Linked DNA regions of Pan troglodytes: all the other regions are linked to region 3. The links are chromatin contacts, called in public HiChIP or PLAC-seq maps. All regions are on one chromosome and are shown on one strand. Each heading gives the region's core, a stretch centred on a gene start, on an enhancer-like site or on the middle of the called end of the contact. The rest is flanking DNA. Distances are from core to core; before and after follow the strand shown.

What was found. HiChIP or PLAC-seq counts read pairs in DNA pulled down with a chosen protein or histone mark.
Region 1: an H3K4me3 HiChIP or PLAC-seq map of stem cell-derived excitatory neurons shows a contact between it and region 3, with 3 times the contacts expected there. The contact joins the promoter of MSANTD2 here to the promoter of SIAE in region 3. A contact is called at or near these places in 1 of 7 Hi-C or Micro-C datasets (stem cell-derived neural progenitor cells) and 1 of 1 datasets of contacts at active chromatin or transcription factors (stem cell-derived excitatory neurons).
Region 2: an H3K4me3 HiChIP or PLAC-seq map of stem cell-derived excitatory neurons shows a contact between it and region 3, with 2.5 times the contacts expected there. The contact joins the promoter of NRGN here to the promoter of SIAE in region 3. A contact is called at or near these places in 2 of 7 Hi-C or Micro-C datasets (induced pluripotent stem cells and stem cell-derived neural progenitor cells) and 1 of 1 datasets of contacts at active chromatin or transcription factors (stem cell-derived excitatory neurons).

What each region holds. Positions count from the first base shown.
Region 1 is chr9:126,743,393-126,747,517 of NHGRI_mPanTro3-v2.0_pri, forward strand. MSANTD2 (Myb/SANT DNA binding domain containing 2) reads right to left here and starts at 2,816. Exons shown (of 5, transcript XR_010147704.1): 1 at 672-2,816.
Region 2 is chr9:126,682,337-126,686,398 of NHGRI_mPanTro3-v2.0_pri, forward strand. It overlaps NRGN (neurogranin), which reads left to right and starts at 1,805. Exons shown (of 4, transcript XM_009424428.4): 1 at 1,805-1,993. The coding sequence starts at 1,979.
Region 3 is chr9:126,616,713-126,620,419 of NHGRI_mPanTro3-v2.0_pri, forward strand. It overlaps SIAE (sialic acid acetylesterase), which reads right to left and starts at 2,067. Exons shown (of 10, transcript XM_508836.6): 1 at 1,953-2,067. The coding sequence starts at 2,019. SPA17 (sperm autoantigenic protein 17) reads left to right here and starts at 2,165. Exons shown (of 5, transcript XM_003313397.4): 1 at 2,165-2,263; 2 at 3,559-3,707. The coding sequence starts at 3,586.

The DNA of each region.
Region 1 (4,125 bases), core at 1,566-4,065, 130 kb after region 3:
GACAATCCAAATTCCAGACCAACTCTTGGCCAAGCTAACTTTCATGGTGTACACTAACTCCGCGGTAACAATACACAATCTGGCTACAATCAAGCCTTTCCAATTCTCCAAAGCATCTCTAGTCTTACTCGTCCTTCGTAGCTCAAGATAGAAGCAAAGCGACTGACACAAAGGCCAGTCGTCCCAAGGCGCTTTTTCTATGGCTCCGCTATGGCCAGTTATTAACTATTCCTAAACTAGGGGCTCAATGCCCCCCCTTCTGCCCTTCCTCAATCCTGCCCCGGCCGGTAAGCCTCTGCCTGGGAGCCCCTCCGCCTGGAACAAAGCGAGGGGCCCCGGCGGTGGGGGCCAGAGGCGCCAGCGGCACGGGGACTGCCGCACGGCGCACAATGAGAAACTACCAACTTCAGAGCGCAGGAACATCCTCAATTGGCAAGAAAGAGGGGCGGCGGCAGGCACGCCCAACTTCAAACTCAGGAAACCTACGGGCTGGCGGCCATCTGGGAAAAAGCCCCCTTCCCAGGGAGAGAAGAAAAAGGCGGAGGAGATGCGAGTCGCCCACCGGGCCCCGGAGGGGAGCCCTGCCCTCAGACCGGCCCCCGCCCCCGAGGCCCGCTTCCCCGCCTTCTCTCTGCCTCTGGTTCGCTGCCCCAGGCCGGGCGGCCGGTTACCTTGATGCGCTCCCGGCACTGGGACGGGGTCCGCTCGTAGCCCAGCTCGGCCAGGGCCCGGGACACGCGCTCGTACATGGCTGGCCCGGGGGCCTTGCTGCCGAACACCGTGCCGGCTCCCTCCAGCTGCTGGTACCGCGCCTCCACCAGCCGCTCGTTGCCCCACACTGCGATGAGCGCGTTCGTCTCGGCTGGCGTCCACGACATGCCCCGGCAGGCGGCGGCGGCGGCTGCCGCAGCCCCGCCACCGCCGCCACCAGGGGAGAAGGAGACCGAGGACGAGGCGGCGCTGCGGCCCCCCAGCCCCAGCCCGAGACCCCCGGACGCCGCTGCCCCCGAGCCCGCCGCACTGCCCGGCCCGAGCGGGGAGGCACCCCGAGGCGTGGAAGGGTCGGACAGCGATGGATTTCCGTCGCTCAGGCCACCAGGAGAAGCCGGGGAAAGCACCTCCATCTTCGGAATTTTTAGCGGCGAGTTGGCGGGCAGCTCCGAGCCACAGGGCGCAGCCATCTTCCAAGCGGCCGCCGCTGCACCGCCCGGAAGTGACGCGCCCGCGCATCCGGCCACCGCGGTCTCCGGGGCTGCCCTCGGGCCTGGCTCGCCCGCGGGCGGATGGCTCCGGGTCTCTGCTGCCGAGGATGTGGCTGCCGGGCGGAGGTCGTCCACTCCCCTGGGCCTTTCTCCGCGAGCCCTCCCACGCCGCCCGCTCCTCTCCCGGGGCGAAGGGCGGGGACGAGGCGCGCCGAAGCCCCGAGCTGAAGAGAAGGGTGGGGGCATGAGGGCGCTGGAGTGAGGAACAGATTGGAGCCTTCCCACTTCCTCTCCAATCTCAGCCCCCGGGAGGAGGGGTGAGGCCCGCGAGGGGGCCCGGAGTTAAGGAGGAATTGACCGTTTCTCTCTCTCGTGTCTCCCCCGCCTCTGCCCGTCTTCCCTCTAAGCCGGCCTCTAGGTGCAGAGGCTGACGTCCAGGATGGGGACCAGGGAAGCCTCTGGAGGGTATATCCGGGAAGGCACCAAGGCTGAAGTGAGAGCGGTTCTGGGGAAGGCTTTAAAAAGCAGATATGGACCAGGGTAGAGTTCGTACGCTGTAGCTTTTCAAGAACACCGATCTCATTAATTAAAGAACAGCAACTATTTAATTCCAGTTATAAATTATTGTTTTCCAGTTAGTCTGGGTAGGTGTGGCCGTTTATAGAATAGTTAGATTACATTAGTCTTTATTGCGTTGGTACAGTTGTCTATAGCTTGAGCATATAAAAACTCCTGAGCCCAGCAGAAAAGTTACTTTCCAATACTATTCTCCATCCTCCGTGCTTTGGAAGTTGCATCGTTTTCCGGTTTTTCGTACTCAAAGAACACTGTCAATTATGACAGCTCTGTGACCTCTGGTAATGAATTAGTGTATTAGTCACTCCTGAAACGTTCCTTAAAGTGCTGGAACTTAACAGTAGCACACCACATCCAGTACACAGCTGTACCGTATTTCCATATTTTTCAAAGCTGAAAATCTTAATTGGATATCTTGGATCATTAACTTAAAACCTCAGCGGATTTTTCTTTCAAAGCAGACATAACTGAGGATGCTGACCAATGAATGCAAATAAACTATGCAATATTTTTTAAAATAACAAATGTATGTTAGTTTTTTTTAAGCTGAGGTCAACTATGTTTTGGGGGGGTATGTGCTCTTTTAAATTATTGTTTTATTTCCATCGATTTTGGGGGGTAACAGGTGGCGTTTGGTTACATGAATAAGCTTTTTAGTGGTGATTTCTGAGATTTTGGTGCGTCCGAGCAATGTACACTGTACCCAATGTGTAGTCTTTTGTCCCTCATTAGCCTTCCCCTTACCCCCGAGCCCCCGAGTCCCCAAAGTCCAATGTATCATTCTTATTGAAGACAGCTAAATTTTTAACTCTGAGACTCACTGGAGAGAATGACTGGTTGTCTTTGGGTGTTACTGAAAAGCCAAAGGATTAAGCAATAGGGATAAAGTAGAGGAGGAGATAATTGTTCTCGTATGTCATATGAAAATGCTACCATAGTTTATAAGCTAACAGAAGAAGCCTGAGGAAGTTCCCGAATTTATGATATCCTCTTCCCTTTTTTCCAAAGAAAGATGCAGTCTAGGGCACCTCAGTTAAGAATATGGACTCTAAAGTCAGACTGCCGGGCTTCAAATTCCAGTTCTGCGACCTCAGCAAAGTTACTTAACCAAGCTCTCAGTGCCTTGTTTTCTTCATCTGTAAAATGAGGATGACGTCACAGCATTGTTGAGAGAATTAATACAGGTAAAGTCCTTAGAACGGTGCCTGGTTCACAGTAAACATTGTGTGAGGACTGTAAAAGAATCTGAAACATCTATCAAAACAAAATTAACTCTCATTCAGCCCAGTGATAAATGTTTTAATGTCATAAGGTATTTGGTGTGTATGAAAGGGAGAGTTGTGCCTAAATCATATACTAAATCAGAGATTCCAAAGAGGTGTGTGTGTGTGTGTGAGTGTGAGACAGGGTCTCACTCTGTCACTGAGGCTGGAGTGCAGTGGTGTGATCTCAGCTCACTGCAACCTCTGGTCCCAAGCTCAAGCGATCCTCCCACCTCAGCCTTCCAAGTAGCTGGGACCACAGGTATGTGCCACCACTCCCGGCTAATTTATGTATTTTTTGTAGAGATGGGGTTTCGCCATGTTGCCCAGGCTGGTCTCAAACTCCTGGGCTCAAGTGATCCTCCACCTTTGCCTCCCAAAGTGCTGGGATTACAGGCATGAGCCACTGCACCCAGCCCTCCAAAGAGTTTTTAAATTACCACTTTAACCTTCTGTCATTGTCCCACAAGTCTGAAAAACAACAACAACAAAAACCCCTCCTCCTATTATCATGGGATCCTTGGGATGTGGCTTTGCCAGCCAGAAATCTCTGTGGCTGGTGGTGCCTTTGCCCAAGTTTTGCTTGGGCCCACTAGGTTCCTTCTGCCCACTCAGCCTGGCAGGCTGCACTCAGCTCATGCTACCAGCCCAGATCCCACACCTGCCAAGGGTAAGCCAGGCACAGAGCAGCAAGGGGTGCATGAGCGAGCAAGTGTGGGGTCTGGCCACTGCCCACAGCCAGGCACATCAGCTATGGCAGGTTGGGCAGCTCCAGGAGCCAGCATGGGCACTGGCTCCCTGTGAGGTTGCGGCTGGACCAGGCATACCGCGAGCAGCTTCTGCTGCTGGTACCAGGGAATGTGGTGGCTCCCAGAAGCTTGGCGACACCAGGAACTGCAGAGTCCCAAAGAGGGTGTAACAGCCCTGGTTCGGGGATCTCCTAGGTCTGGACTCCCCAAAGGGCCACAGGCAGGAGAATCGCTTGAATCTGGGAGGCAGAGGCTGCGGTGATCCGAGATGGCACCATTGTACTCCAGCCTGGGCAACAAGAGCGAAACTCTGTCTCAAAACAAACAAACAAAACA
Region 2 (4,062 bases), core at 555-3,054, 65 kb after region 3:
GGATGTTGCCTAGCAACTTGGGAGACTTTACTGCAAACTCACCAAATCCCGAATTCCTCAGCTCTAATTTGGGAAGAGAAAAGCACGGAGTCTAGGCCTGGTATCCACTCTGTCCCCCAATTTCCCCCTTTCCTCTCCTCTCTGGATTCTGGAGTTGAAGTCCAGCAGGAATTGGCACAACAGAAGGCCACAGATATGCGCGTCATTTAGGCAAGGGCCTGAGTTCCCAGGACATCTGGCCACTTGGAGGAGGTGGGGAGATGAAAGATGTGCCAGAGACAGATTGGGGAACAGATTTTTTGTTACAAAAGTGGGTGGGTCCCAAACATGCTGGGAGAGACACCCCTACACCCCAAGCCCTGGAATCCCGGCCAGCATCCAGCTCAGCCTGGGACCCCAAACTGGCTAACCTTATCCCCACCCTGAATGGACTCAGGCATTTCTCTCCCACTCATTTTTCCTTTGGCAAGCAGAGCCTCGGGCCCAAACATCTAGGTGGAAAGGAAGCATGTCACCGCCACGTGGTCCCTGGTCATGGCCAGGGACTGGGGATGCACAGCAGAGCTGTCTCAGGATCTGCTGTCCCAACCAGAGCCACAGGGCATTTCCCACCTTTGCTCCCAGCAGGAGCCATCCTTTCCTCCTTCCCTTCTCTGGGACCTTAGCTGAGAAAGACTTTCTAGTTTTCTCAGAGAAGGCCTACCCTACCCACATAACAAGCCACACTGCCAGCTTTTGTACCCTGCCGAGTTGGGGGAGGCTGACGACCACAACAGTGGCAGTCTGTCCCTCCCAGATGCTCTTTCCATAGCTCCCCTTCCCAGCCTCTCACGAAGCCCACATCCTGCCTCATCATGGACCCAAGAGCCAATTACTTCGAATTCTCTACACTTGGGTTGAGGGTATTTTTCTTCTTCTCAGGAGCAAGGGCGAGGATGGCCAGCTTTTGTCTTATTCTGAGGCAGCAGATCAAAAGGTTAGGCAGAGTCTGGTATGAAAGGGAGGAGGATACTTCTTCCAAGTCTGTGCCCATATATAAATACATACAAAATAGGTGTTGTGCATATATGATGTTGTTTGTTGCAGCTCATGTAGACAGATCGATAATAGATACGTCATGCCGACAGCTTGAGTTGGGTGACTGTCCGTGTGCGCGCGTGAGCGCGCGGGCGCCCACAACAGGGTGTCCGCATTTACCTGCAACTGAAGGGCTGCGTAGTTATTTTTGCAGGTTGTATCTGCAGTGTCTGTATGCTGGAAGAAGGCCTGGGAAAATCATATGTGGACATGTGGGGCTTGTGAGCTTTTGTGTGGACGCATGCCCATCGCCAGGTTGTACCAACAGGTTTCTCCGTCTGTAGCAGGAGTGATGATGAGACCTTTTTACCGCCCGTTAGGGAGCCTTTCTTTGCGGACTGAGGGGGAGTGAAGTTAAAGGGAGCCATATTTGGGACTCCTGCTAGGTTGTGGAAGTATGGAGGGATGGGTGAGGGGTGCGTGGTTTTCTCTGAGCGGGAGTAGGTGCTGTGCCCAGATGTGGGTGTTTGTGCTCGGGGTGTCGGGGGCCTCCTTCTGCCTACTCCGGCGTACATCTGCCTGGCAGTCTGCCGCCTAGCAAGCCAGGGGATTGCGCCCGGGAGGATGGAGTGTGGAGGAGGCTTGGATACAAGCGTGTAGGCGGAGAGGCTGGGGCAGGAGCGGGAGCGCGGCGGAGAGAGCCGCGAGAGGGCGTGGCCCTCCCTCCACTTCTCCCCGCCCACCCTGCCGGAGGCTGCTCCTGATTGGCTTCCCGGCCGCGGGGCTCAGGTTACATTCGCGAGCGGAGCCGAGCGCGGGAGACCGGACCCGAGAGCAGAGCTGCTGTTTCGGCGCGGGTCGGCTGGCGGCCGACTGCCCCAGAGCCCCCACCCGGCACCACACAGACCCCACCCCCGCCCTGCGCCAGCCTTCGTCCCCGCAGAGGACCCCCGACACCAGCATGGACTGCTGCACCGTAAGTTAGAGGGCCCGGGGGAGGGGCACTTGGTGGGGTCCGCTGCGAGAGGCGCCTGAGAAAGCCCTGGAGGGCGAGAGAGGGATGGAAGTGGATGCGGAAGACCTAGGAGCAGAAAGAAAAGGGGTCCTTGCCGAGACGTGGGTGGTGGATGGTGGAAGGCGCCCGCCCGACTTGGAAGCCCTAGGAAAAATGCTCCTCAACTCGCGGGGGCGTCTGAGCGCCCATCCGCTAGACAGCCTAGGCTGGACTGGGAGCTCGGCAGGGCTCTGCAAGAGGGGAACTGCGGGTTGGATGACAGGAGGAACTTCCTCCCCAGTGAGACGCTGGAAACCATCGCCTGGAGACACTGCAGCGACTCCTTCCTCCCGTCTTTCGGCCCCCACCCCGTTCCCCATCCCACTGCGCCGCCGTCGGTGGGCGGACAGGCTGATCCTCAGGACCCTCCAACGATCGCCTAAGCGCCCTGTGCAGCGCAGGCTGGTCCATATTGGTTAGCTCGGTAGTGATGCTGGCTGCAAAGAGCCTAGTCAGTGTGGTTCTGGGGAGGGGTTGTCCCGGCCCCCAAGGCCTTCTCGCTCGGAAGGGGCTGGGTGAAGTGACCGCGAGAGAGCCCTGCTGGCGAGGGAAGGAAGTGTCTGCAATTTGTCAGCGCCCACGCGGAAACCTGGGTACTGCAAGTGCCCAGCGCCCGAGGGGTTTGCTGCTAAGGTGACTCGGTATGAAAGCGCCTGGCATAGGCCCTGGCTCCTGCCTCACTGGAAGAGTACAGTGATCATACGTATATGAAATTTATTTGTTTGCTGATTTATTTTTTGCCTCTGCACTTGGAGAAAGACTATTCCAAAGTCCTTGTATTTTCAGTCATTCAGTCAACCAGCTAATGATACACGAGGTTACTGACTTTGCCATCTTATGGCCTAGTAAAGAAAAAAAGAGTGGGCTTTGGAAGGAAAGGATAGCCCAGTTCTATAATAGGTGAGACTTTCCCATGTCTGGGTACCAAGAGGCAGAGAACACTTAGGGGCAAGTGGTGGTGGTTGCGATTTTAACTCTTATTAGTTTAAGTAATAGTTGGCAGTTTGTGAATGCCTGCCCTGTAGCCAGCACTTTATATTTAATCATAGCAACAACCCTGTGAAGTAGGTATTATTTCACAGATGTGCCAACTGAGGTTTAGAAAGTTAGATTTTTCCAAGGAAGCATGACTCCTAACTGTGGAGGCAGGATTCAAACATAGCCCTGTCTTCTTCGAAGAGCTGTGGTTTAACCTCTCCTCTAAATATTTACTGATTATAAAAGTAATCTGCTCATAATAGAAAACGTAAAACCTAGAGAAAAGTATGAAAAACAAACATGTCAGTCACCTACAGTCCCACCCCCTGGAGAACACCCCGATAACATATCTCCTTCCAGCCTTTTCCCTCTGCTTGTTATTCTACAGGAAGCAATTTTTTGGTTGTGAAGGGAGAAATGGGCTCCTCATGGAGGTTCCTGGGCTCCACTGAGGAAGAGCCCTTCCTCCCAGCAGTGTTGTATAAAGTAGAGAAGATAAATGGATGGTGGGTTCTGGGAAATGAGCTGGGGGGAGGGGAGAGGTGAGGATGACAGGGGAGTATTGCTGGGGAAGGGGAAGTGGGAGACGTGGTCACTGGAAAGAGGTGAGTAAACAAAGAATCCAAGAGGCCAGGGAAGGAATGGAATTGGTCTCCTCTGTGTCTGCAGTAGTAATTAGAGTAGGATGTGGGGGTCCCTGCCTGGAACTGTTGCTCTTGAGTGCCCAGGGAGCCATACTGAGGGATTAGTAGACATGGTTGAAGTCAGTGTCCCTTAAAAAAGGAGAGGCTACCCACCCAAAAGGTAAAGGAGAAGCAGATACACAATTATCTCCGTGGCCCAGGGCCCGGGGCACCTCCTCCAGTGCACCCTGTGCACAGGAGCCTTCCCAAGTCATGCCCTGTCCTAGGTCTGCAGGGCTAAAGGGCTGAGCAAGAGAGAGCACCATTATCAGACTGTGCAGGAGGGCAGGAAGAAGAAGAAGGAGTGATGTGTGGAGGGTTGGGGAAGGG
Region 3 (3,707 bases), core at 817-3,316:
GAGAGAGAATGAGAAAGAGAGCAAGGCTGGTCATTCCTTGTGTCAAACACAAGACACATACATTTACCATTTGATTTTTTGTTTGTTTGTTTTTTTGAGACAGAGTCTTGCTCTGTCACCCAGGCTGGAGTGCAGTGGTGCGATCTCAGCTCACTGCAACTTCCGCCTCTGGGGTTCAAGCGATTCTCCTGCCTCAGCCTCCCGAGTAGCTGAGATTACAGGCATGTGCCACCACACCTGGCTAATTTTTTTTTATATATATATCTTTAGTAGAGATGGGGTTTCACTACGTTGGCCAGGCTGGTCTCGAACTCCTGACCTCATGATCTGCCCACCTTGGCCTCACAAAGTGCTGGGATTACAAGCATGAGCCACCGTGCCCGGCCAATTTTTTTGTATTTTTAGTAGAGACGGGGTTTCGCCATGTGGGCCAGGCTGGTCTTGAACTCCTGACTCTAAGTGATCCGCCCACCTCAGCCTCCCAAAGTGCTGGGATTAAAGGTGTGAGCCAACATTTGGATTTTTTAGGTCTTCAGTTTTTTCCTTCATTTGGGGCTGGAGTAGAAAAACAGGAATTAGTGTTATGGGGAAGAGAGGACAGTGGTTGCCTCTGGTGAGGAGCTCCGGATGCATCGGCCAGGAGCACAATGGCAGGCTCAATAGACTGGCAATGTTCTAGTTCTTAAGTTGGGTGCTGCTCTCATGGGTGTTCATTTTATTGTGTCATTGTTACATATAATTTTGTACATCTCAAGCATTACATGGTAAACATGGGCACAGGGAGAATGACTTAAAGGAAAAACGTCAGGATATGCAACCAAGTAGAGTACTAATGAATGAAAAATGTGATCAATGTTAATGAAGGTGATGTAACAATAAGACCCAAAGGAGGAGATAAAATACTGACACTAAAATAAACAGCCTTTAACTGAAAACCTAATAAAATATCTTTTCCCCACCTCATAAGATGGATCTCAAAGGTCACTGAGTGGAGATAAGAGTCAGGAAATGGCATACAGAGTGCTAGCATTTTGCACTTTTGTTAGACTCTGAACAATCATTTATGGGCTGCAGTTTGTCTGAATCTAGGTACTTTTCCGGCTCTCAGGTAGAGCAGGAGTCATTTTTCTGCACGCTGTTCTCCTACCCCAACTATCATTTCTTAACAGGGATCTCTGGGGTCCACTCTTTGAGTGTTTTGAAAAAGAAAGGAAGAAATCCAACATTATCACTTTAGTTTGCATTATCAGACAGATTGCACCTTCTGCTTTTTCCATACTGTGACCCAGTGTCCAGCCTAGGGTATTCGAATGGCAAGATCTGACCTGCGCAACAGCCAAAGCGAGCCACCAGCCTCCCCTATGCCACTCACATTTTCCCACCACCAATATCTGTAAGCGGCACCAGAAATCAAAACTGAGCCTTAAATAGTCAGAGCTAGTGAGGGGGTTGTATTTCTTAGCCCTAATAACCACTTAAACGAGTAAAATTTAATTCCCCTAAGGAACCCCGCCTGAAGCAAACCCTCCCCAAGGGCACCACTGAGGGGGTAGCGCTGAAATGTTTTGGAAGATTCAGTCACCTGTTTCCAAATATTACCTAACTAGCTTCGCCTCCTTCCCTCCGAGCTCCCCTGCAGTTACTCCAGGACCCCGAAGGCCTCTTTCTGGGCACATTTGGGCCTCCTCACTCAGACAAGCCGCACTTTCTCCCTGCTCACAGGCTGCATGTCAGGGATGGTAAGTGGGGGGTGGAGAAAGTGGAGAGGCCGGGGTTCAACCCAGCAGACTCCTGCACACCGGGCCTTGGTCGGAGACGCGAGCCGCTAGCCTAGCTAGGTTCCTTCGTCGACCTTGAGAAAGGGGCGCGGATCCGTGTCCCGCAGAGGACACGGGGTCTCGGAGCCCGCACAGGCTGAGGGGCAGGGGTCCGGCCGAGCCGGGCCGCCTCACCTGCACTTCTGTCGGCCCACAGGATTAATGGCAGCACCAGCCCGAGTACAAGCCCCGGCGCGACCATGCTTGCAAGGATCTGACCGCCGCCCAGGACTGGGAAAGTGGGCTCCCGGCAGGGGCGGGGCCTGGGCGGGGGCGAGGCCGACTCCACCCTTTTGCAGTCCTCGGAGCCTCCCGCGACCTCAGGACTGGGCTGTGCTCGCCCCTTCTCGGCCGCCGTAGTTTTTTTTTTTTTTTAAAGAAAAAACGGTTACCCAGCAACGAGAAAAACAACCGGAACCGGCGGCACCAGCTCGGAGAGAAAGGAGGTGAGGCCGCTTCCCCACTTCCTCTCCGATACCAAGACCTAGCCTTTTCCCTTCGTCTCTCTTATTCTCTCAGCATCCCAGACGCAGCCTCGGAGCCCTGGGCCGTTTGGGAGCCGAGGCAGCCCATTCTGCGCGAGTCTGAAATCCCAGGTCCTCAACATCCCGCCCCCGACTAGACCCGTGTGCCCCCTCCGCCCGCCCTCCTCTGCCCACATTGGTTCAGAATCTCGCCAGCTCTTTTCACCACCCTAGAATGGTTCGATACCTCCATCTACTGCTCCCTCAGAAAAAGCAAAAGAGAGGAGTCAGGCGTGGTGGCGCGCGCCTGTAATCCCAATTGCTCGGGAGGCTGAGGCGGGATCATCGCTGGAGCCCAGGAGTTCGAGACCAGAGACCCCGTCTCAAAGAAAAAAAAAAAAAAGCGATGAAACGAGAACCCTCCATAGTCTGAGCCTCATTAAACCGTCCAGTTCTCCCAACCTGGACCCCTACCACGGCCTCCGCCTCTATTCCGCATTGACGCACACTCTCACATTAACAGGCCAGGTCCCGGAGGATTCTTTTCATACTCAGTAGCTCAGCCCGCTGCTTAGCAGCTACCCTTAATCTAGCCCTTGTATTTCAAGACAGAAAGAGACAGCCTGATCAAGAAGAAACCGAAAAATATAAGAATTCTAAAACTTTAGAGGCTGGGATTTCAAAATCATGACACACAGCCCCATCCCATCCCATCCCTCCCTCACACACACGCACGCACAACCCCATTCCACAGTACGAAGGTGTTCGAAGCATTGTGGGTCATGCTTCAGAAGTGGCAGCAAAGGGAAAGATTGTGCAACTTCTTCATTCAACAAATTAATTTCTAGAACCAGGACTAATTTCTACTCTTTAAAAAAAAAAAATAGACCTCAAAGAAGGTCTTCTCAGCAATTGATAATGAATTCAATTTAACTTTTTAGCAATCATTCTCTCTAAATTCCTGTGTGATAGCAAAAATTACCCTTACCTTTTGAGCATATAAAGGGTAAAGAGAGAAAAAGTCATATTGAAAATTTTGGGTTTTTTGCAGGGTTTTAAATGATTTGGCCTAGTGAATGGGTCTGTGTTTGTATTATACTAATTCACAATGGAGATTTCAAAACTCTTTGGAAGAAATGGATGGGCTTGGGTTGTGTTAGGGAAAAAAGAATTCAAGTCCAGATGTATGAGTCTCAGAAATAATTTGTTGGCATAGTTGTGATTATATAAGTAAAATCAGACTAATTTAAAGACAGCACTCTTTAATGAATCTTTAGGTTCCATAGGCAGTTCTTACCAAGAAGATGTCGATTCCATTCTCCAACACCCACTACCGAATTCCACAAGGATTTGGGAATCTTCTTGAAGGGCTGACACGCGAGATTCTGAGAGAGCAACCGGACAATATACCAGCTTTTGCAGCAGC